2 separate regions of the Mus musculus genome follow, and region 2 is linked to region 1. Evidence: chromatin contacts called from public HiChIP or PLAC-seq data. All regions are on one chromosome and are shown on one strand. The core of a region is the stretch at or near the end of the contact, and the rest is flanking DNA. Distances in the headings are between cores, read along the strand shown. Region 1 holds the start of Dennd10 (DENN domain containing 10). Region 2 overlaps Grk5 (G protein-coupled receptor kinase 5).

Region 1 (4,065 bases), core at 877-3,376:
TGTATCTTAAATGCTAAGCAAGAGCTCTACCACTATGCCAAACTTTTTTTTTTTTTTTTTTTGGTTTTTTTTTCGAGACAGGGTTTCTCTGTATAGCCCTGACTGTCCTGGAACTCACTTTGTAGACCAGGCTGGCCTCGAACTCAGAAATCCGCCTGCCTCTGCCTCCCTAGTGCTGGGATTAAAGGCGTGCGCCACCACGCCCAGCCGCCAAACTTTTATAATAACAATAAAAGCCATCTAATCGTATGCTTTTCTCACCAAAATAAATACCTCAATTTAAAAAAAAAAAAAAGGAAATAACTTGAGGGGCTGGCTCAGTTCCCAAAGTAGTTGATAACTTATAGATTTATGTCACCATACCTCTGATAACCCCATTACTTAGAAACAAATTTTTTTTTTTTTGAGACAGGATTTCCCTGTGTAGCCCTGGCTTTCCTGGCACTTTCCTGCATAGACCAGACTGGCCTTAAAACTCAGAGATCCACTTGTTACCTCCCAAGTACTGAAGCTAAATGCAGGCCACCACCACATACCTTAGAAATAAATATCCTTTAAAGTGCATGTAAGAATAAAATCTAAGGAAAATAAAAACTAAAGAGCTGTAAATATGTTGCAGGGTTTTTTTGTTTTTGTTTGTTTGTTTTGTTGGGAACGAGTTTTTCTGTGCAGCCCTGGCTGTCGTGGAACTCTGTAGACCTGACTTTGAACCTGCCTGCCTCTGGCTCCTGGGCGCTAAAATTAAAGGTGTGCATCAACCCCTGGCCATTTGTAAGTCATTTTTATCTTCACAGTTTAATTCAGTCTTAATTCTGAAGTGCTGACAGGTCCAAGATGCCTGAGGTACATAGGTTTTGTTTTCAAGCAATTTAAAAATCACATTAGATGCCGGGCGGTGGTGGCGCACGCCTTTAATCCCAGCAACTTGGGAGGCAGAGGCAGGAGGATTTCTGAGTTCGAGGCCAGCCTGGTCTACAAAGTGAGTTCCAGGACAGCCAGGGCTATACAGAGAAACCCTGTCTCGAAAAACCAAAAAAAGAAAAAAAAAAAGAAAAAGAAAAAAAGAAAAAAGAAGAAGAAATGAATACAAGAGGACTAGAGATAGCTCTGCGGTTAAGAGCACTAGCTGTTCTTTAAGAGGATTGGGTTCTATTTCCGGCACCTATATGAGCTCCAGGTCCAGAGGATCTGATGATCTCTTCTGACCTCCACTGGGAAACAAGGTGCACAAACATACAGTCAGGCAAACATTCACACCAAAAAAATTTAAATTTTACACAAAAAGAAAAAGCGAGTACAAGATAAAGACACTTCTTTGAGCTCCTGAAAAATAATAACAGCAGATCTTTGGTAAGCCTATGCAACACGATTGCACTCTGCCAGGAACAGTAGTGTCCTACTTGTATTAATTAGAACCTCAGGAGAGAGACTATTCAAAGGAATTCATAAAGGTTCATTCATTCGTGCCGCGCGTTGCTATCACCTACCACCTGCTTGGGCTGCCAACGGTCACGCACAGTTGGGACTATAAAAGATACCTATGAATTTCCTCCATATGAATTCCTATTAAGTAGCTGGGGTCCCATATGTGACCAAGAAGGAACTCCAGAGCCATCAGGATCAACTGACACGAAGTTCTCTACCGTGGGAGTAGGGGCTCGGGATGACCCTGCACGGGTTTCAACATCGGTTCTGCCAGTTCCTGGCATGTCCTGCCAATGGCACTCGGGGCTCCCTGGGTGTCACCCATACTCCCGGGGAGCCGCAAACAAACGCAGCCGGGCCCTAGCTCTCCAACCCATAGTCCCAAAGCAGGCGGTCAACGGGAGTATCGAGCCCCGCCCGCCCGCCCGCCCGCCCGCCCGCAGGCCCCACGTCAGCCCCGGCGGGAGGAGGCCGAAGTCCTCGGCCCAAGTCTAGCCTCTCCCTGGCGAAGCAGCCCGGGGGATCCCAGAACCCAGGCGGAGCTGCGGCATGGCCTGGCAGACAGAGAGCCTGCGTCCTCACCGATCAGCCCGACTCCGAGCATCAGCTGGGTGTCCATTGCCACAACCGCAGCCATCTTCCGCCGCTACCCTGGGCTCCGCACTGCAGGTCCCACCCCTCCTCTTGGCCACGCCCATAACAAGTCCCGTCCCTTCCGGCAGGGTGCAGCAGGCACTACAGGTGCCGCCCCAGGCTTCCCTCTCCTGGCCAAACTTCCTTCTTGCAGCCTTTCTACGCTTAGGTCCTTGTTCGTTTGTCTAGTACCTTAAAGATCTCCAGTGAAGTGTCCGTTCACTGATTACAAAGACAAATAATTGGAGACCTAATATGTGTTGCTGCTCTGGAGGGAAAGGGTCCCCTATAGAAATGTTAGTTTCCCCAATCCAAGTGTAACAGCACCGCTCTGGCAGGCGATGATGTCCCCAGCTTGATCTGCTCTGAGAGGTATCCTGGCAATCCTTTGGAGCCTCCAATCCTGGGAGCCAAAAAGCACAAAGTCACATCACACAACAAACCTCACGCAAGAGATTTAATTAGGGGGAGGAGGTGAATCCAGGAGGGGCAGCAGCCTCTATACAGCAGGAAACTGAGCAAAAGACAGGGTTTATACAGGGTTTTTTGGGAGACTGGGCTTTCCAGGGTGGATATTGGTAGGATTTCAAATCTTGAGTTTAGGACTAGCTCGGGGATTGGTGGGAATCCATTCCTTGGCCCTGTTCTTAGGCTAGGGGTCAAGTCAGGGTCAGCATTCTTTCCCAGACTCAACTTCCTAAAGTCATGACCTTGAAAGTCAGGATTTCAATACATTAGTTTAGAGGGTGTGGAGGTCAAGCATGTAACAGTTAAAATACAGAATTCATTTATAATAAGGATGCTCTAGGATGTTGCAGGACATTTGATCACACTGTGATCTCCAAGATTGTATTATTTACTAGAAAAAACAACAACAACAACAACAACAACCAAAACCTGTTTCTATTTGTGGTGTAGCTCAGCCCTTAACACACACATTTAATCTCTCTGGCTGGAATTCAGAAACACCCTTAGTAAACACTTTAAACCCAAACAAGGAAGGTTAGTTTGTAGAAGGAAGCTCCCATGTTTAAAAGTGATGTCTAGTTGAGTGGTAGACAAAGTGAAATCAAAGATTTGACAGAACAGGATATTCCCAACTCTCACAAGAAGAGAGAGGAAAAGGAAGCTACTTTAGGGGCAGTGGAGAGAGAAAGGAAGGGAGAATTTTTACTGGGACAGTTGTACAGAGATGTGTTGCAGAGAGAGAACAAGCTAGACACAGGTGAAAACAGACTGAGCCAAAAAATGAGAAGGAGCCAGAAGATTAGAACATACTGCCAAAGTTAGTATTAGGCCAAACAGAGCAATTCAGGAGAAGCCAGAATCTGTCAGCTTGTAGAGGAGTTTGAACTAGCTAGCCAGAATTCAGAAAGAACTAGAAAAGGTGAGCTTATTCAGCAGTAAGCCTCAGAGGCTGAAAACATTCTAGGCAGAGATAAGATTGTACAGAGGCTAGAAGCTTCCAGGACTAGGCCCAGATTAACAGACAGAGGCAGCAAACCACCGATAGTTACTACAGGCGAATAAAAGATACATTTACACTAGGATTTAATGTGAAAGATAACAGCATCACTGCAATTGCATTCTGATTTTGTGGCAGTTCATAATGATTTTCTGGAAACTGAGTTTAATTGTGTAAAAAAATATAATGAATGAAGCCTTTTGGAAAGAAGATTAACAGTGTCTACAGAAATAGAAAAGTGCAAACCATTAATTTATATTTTTGTTGTTGCTAAAATAGCTCTGTCTAATTGGCCCTAGCTAGCCTTGAACTCAAAATCCTTCCATCTGAAACTCCTAAATAGCAGGAATTTCAGACCTGTACCACAGCACTATGCTTCCAGCATGCTACTTTTAGGGAATATACCAAGCTGTCTTTGAGCAACAGGTCAGAGCTGAATTTCAAGGTCCATCATTCCACACACAGGATTTTAGGGATTGAAGAAAGCACCAAATGAATTAAGTCCTGAGGGAATGTGTATTTTGAAATGAGAAAGTTCTGTC
Region 2 (3,668 bases), core at 629-3,128, 280 kb before region 1:
TCACAGGCCCGGGGAATAGTTCTCACACTACAGTATGGAGCAAGTGGACAAGGGGAAGTGCACCAAGTTTGAGATACTTAGTATAGATACAGTTTCCATGGTAGTATGCACCTGTAACCTTAGAATTCCAGAGGCTGAAGCAGGAAGATATGTGTTTAAAACCAGCCTGAACTACAAAATAAGATCACCACATAGTAGGCTTGGGGTGTAGCCTAGGAGTCTGCATTGTAACAGGGGTTGATTCAGGTAGCACCTGCCTCATTCTGTAAAAAACCCTAGTAATTGGTGGCTGAGACAAGTTTTGAGGCAGAGTCATACTCAGAGCTTCAGCTTCCCAGGGAGCAGTAAGACTAGCTGCTCACCCTGTCCTGGTGGGAAAGAGAGATCAAATGTATTCTTTGTTACCTCAGGGGCTTCAGGGGCTAGGTGACAACTCCCCAGGGCTAGAAAGGTAAGCCCATCTAAGTGTTACAGGAGTGATTTTTTGCCTGTGACTTTGAGATGCCCAATTAGAACCAGCCTCTGGCCCACCTCTCCTGGGGAAGTGACAATGAGATGCCTTTATACTTCACTGGTGCCTAGGCTTGTTCTTAGGCATCCCATTTTCCTGGTGAGACTTTCTTCATGTCACAGAAGCCAACAAATAAGTGGAGTCACATGAAGGTTCATGATCTGGTGACCAGTTTGCTGACCAGCCAAGGCCTAAACAAACTTGGAGGTAGTCACTCAGGATGGATCCCAATTCACACTTCTCCATAGTTCCATGATTGAGAACACTTGGGTTTTCATGACGCATCATTATCATCAGTACAAACTCCTAAAAAGAATATATAACAGAAATCCCCAAATATAACAGAAACCTCTTTAAACCACTGGTTTTAGCAGCCACGATCTCTATCCCAATGATTTAGGATTCCTTGCCCTATATGCTGGATGCCCTACAGGAGGAGGCCAATGACACTGCAATGTCTAAGTCCTGCTCATAGAAGTACTCTTACCAATGATGTGTTTGAATTGGGAGATGGCCCAAGTGCATTCTGGCATTTCATTCAGCTTGTTACAAGTCAACAGGAGAGTGATAGCTACACTGAGGGGGAAAAAGGCAGAGAGATGGATGTAGATAGATGTAATCAGGTCTTTAAAGGTAAAAAGTGAGATATTTTCTATATTTAATAAAAACATTATCTCTTTTGAGGCTCTGGAAGTCTAGAGTCACATTTTTGTAACCCCCCCTCCAATCTAAAATGTCTTAAAACACATGGCTTAACAGTGGCTGCACAGAAAATATACACCCTCAAAGTCTGACTTTCACTTAAATACAAATATACAAAATGTAAACAGAGACAATAGAGAAATTTACAAAACTTTCCTTTAAAAATAATAAAGACAAAATTCAGTTCTAGTTAGGATGCTATTAAAATCCGTGCAAGCTGTCATATCCCATTGGGTTTCTATTGCAATGTTCAACAAGGAAAATTCTAGTCCACCCCAGCTTGGGGCCACCTTGGAAAACAGACCTGAGTGGAAATTTCTTTGAGAAACTTGGAGGTTTGTTATTGGGGGAACGGTCTCCTATCTTAGTTCCCACTGGAGCTTTGCTGGCCACTGAGCCACAGTGGAAGCTCCCCTGGCTACAAGTTCTGCTTCCAAGTAGAAGGCTCTGAGCTGGTTCCACTTTTGACTTCAAGGCCAGAGCCGAAACTAGCTGCTTCCAGTGGAGTTTGAATTGATGTGGTTTGAATTTATTCGGTGGTTACAACTGGTCTTAGGAGTAGGTGAACTCTTGGAATTGCTTTGATGCTGAGGAAAGGAAAGGAGAGAGTCAGTTCTTGGTAAATTCAAAGCTAATGGATGACTCATTATGGTATCTAGGGAAGTAGGGGAAGTAGAATCCAGAATGTTCCAACCTGCCTCTCTTTGCTTTTGTGCATTTTCCCCTGCAGACCTGATTGTACTGGCTGCTCCTTGAGCAGAGGGTTTTTTCTTTTTATCTGATACCTGGGAAGATTCATGATCTATGAGCAAAGGGAAAGAGTAATTTCTTTCTAGAACTTGTAGTTTTATTTGATGGAAATGTTTAAATCTTTCATTATATTATAAAACCATGAGTAGGATGTGAAACTTACATGAAGTTCTTATTGAAAACACACAAACTTGGCAGGGGGCAGAGCTCAGACAGCACTTTCCATGCACCTAAAGATGCTTCTGTCGTTTCCCAGATAACAGATAGCCTGTGGGGTCACCAGAGTGACCTAGGCTTAAGTTCTTTGACTTCTTTCAGCCTCAGTTTACTTAACTGAAGTAGGGCAATGGAAGCCCACGTGTGTGTTTATACTTCACAAGAATACCCATAGGTAGTGAGTCAGCATCTCTATAAATAACCACCTTCATCCCTGTTACCTTAGAGAGAGACTTAAGATTTCAGGTCAAGGGACTACAGGTGCACCCTTGTGTAGGAGACAAGTACAGAGAGGCTCCCAAACTCTAAGATGAGAATCATGGGGCTCCAGCATCTTAAACGGTCAGGCTAAAGCTGCTTTTGTAACTGTGGAGTGGAGCTTCTGGGTTATCTTCCCCAGAGCTGTTCTTCCATTTGGTCTATATCAATCCTTCCTTTAGGGATAAGCTCTGGGGAAAAAGTCTATTCCCAAAGGGAAAACTCCTTAGGCTGCTAGCAAGGGCCAGGGATGAACAACAGTACAGTGTTTTCTAGACTGAGGTTGTTTTGCTTTGCAAAGAACATTTAATGGTGGCTATTAGAGAAGAGGTTCTGAGTTGAGTTTACCTCTATGTCTAGTGGGCAGAAGTTGGTAATATTGTTCAGCATCTTTCAATGTAATACAGTCCTGTGACAAGAACCAACTTCCCTGTATCAAGACTGTTGATGTGGGTCCCTGTCCCTTCTGTCTGCAGGGGTGTTGAGACTCTGGACAAATTAACATTTCCAGGCTACCAAGTCATGCAGGCAGGGAACATTCATTCTAAAGTTCTGGTGTATGGAAGTGGGCTGAAGTCCCAGAGCTAAGGCCAGGCTGGCCAGGCTGGCTCTCTCACCTGACGCCTGAAGAGTCTGTGGAACAGCCCTTTCTTTGGCGGTTCTGGAGGCTGACTTCTGTTCAGGTCTGGTGAGAGGGTACCGTTAGGTCCGAACACATTCAGCTCCTTGAAACATTCTGTTTCTATCATCTGGAGAAGCAAAAACAGAAATACCACTCTCCCACTATAGGATCTCCTTCTGAGACACACTCTCCCCACCCTGCTGGCTCCTCCCCCAACAAGGCTCCTCTGTAACTTACCAGGTAACTCCACCCTGAGAATCTACCAGAGGTACACTCTTCCCCCTCCAAACCAAATTCTATAGCTTGCTTGACCATCATTCCTACAGCATTCTGATCAGCTGACTTCCTTAATTTAATATTTGTGCCTCTAGAAAATGCTCCATTTTCCCTCCCATTTCCAGCAGACCTCCTGGGAAGGCACCTTGCTGCTTTCACCACCTGTTCTCTCTCAGTTACATTGTTGGCTTCCACACTCCCCCAGGCCAATCTCTGCTACCCTACCCAGTGACCTTCTATGCACTTGCACTTCCATTTTCTCTGAACATCCATCTTCCTTGGAGAAAAGCTGGTGGTATGCCTTGCCTACCTCATTTTGCCATGGAATTGGCA

Evidence for each region. HiChIP or PLAC-seq counts read pairs in DNA pulled down with a chosen protein or histone mark.
Region 2: an H3K4me3 HiChIP or PLAC-seq map of bone marrow-derived macrophages shows a contact between it and region 1, with 5 times the contacts expected there. The contact joins the enhancer-like site here to the promoter of Dennd10 in region 1. A contact is called at or near these places in 13 of 39 promoter capture datasets (the 3T3-L1 cell line, the C10 cell line, the HPC-7 cell line and 8 more), 5 of 15 datasets of contacts at CTCF or cohesin (the NIH/3T3 cell line, embryonic stem cells, large pre-B cells and 1 more), 19 of 484 Hi-C or Micro-C datasets (the AML12 cell line, B cells, the Ba/F3 cell line and 14 more), 29 of 115 datasets of contacts at active chromatin or transcription factors (the 230-238 cell line, the NIH/3T3 cell line, T-cell acute lymphoblastic leukemia and 18 more) and 5 of 9 other capture datasets (adipose tissue, bone marrow-derived macrophages, embryonic stem cells and 2 more).

Annotation. Positions count from the first base shown.
Region 1 is chr19:60,809,616-60,813,680 of GRCm38.p6, reverse strand. It overlaps Dennd10 (DENN domain containing 10), which reads right to left and starts at 2,126. Exons shown (of 9, transcript NM_026437.4): 1 at 2,008-2,126. The coding sequence starts at 2,062.
Region 2 is chr19:61,090,026-61,093,693 of GRCm38.p6, reverse strand. Grk5 (G protein-coupled receptor kinase 5) reads right to left here. Exons shown (of 16, transcript NM_018869.3): 14 at 3,646-3,668; 15 at 3,055-3,186; 16 at 1,138-1,800. The coding sequence ends at 1,702. It also overlaps a transcript of Zfp950 not described here. Among named protein-coding and RNA genes, the nearest start is that of Zfp950, 49 kb to the left of the region's middle. Within about 2 kb of position 1,878, at least 2 of the 459 cell types and tissues checked have an H3K27ac peak or open chromatin away from gene starts, as enhancers often do. A contact at or near this core is called in bone marrow-derived macrophages, where this site is marked.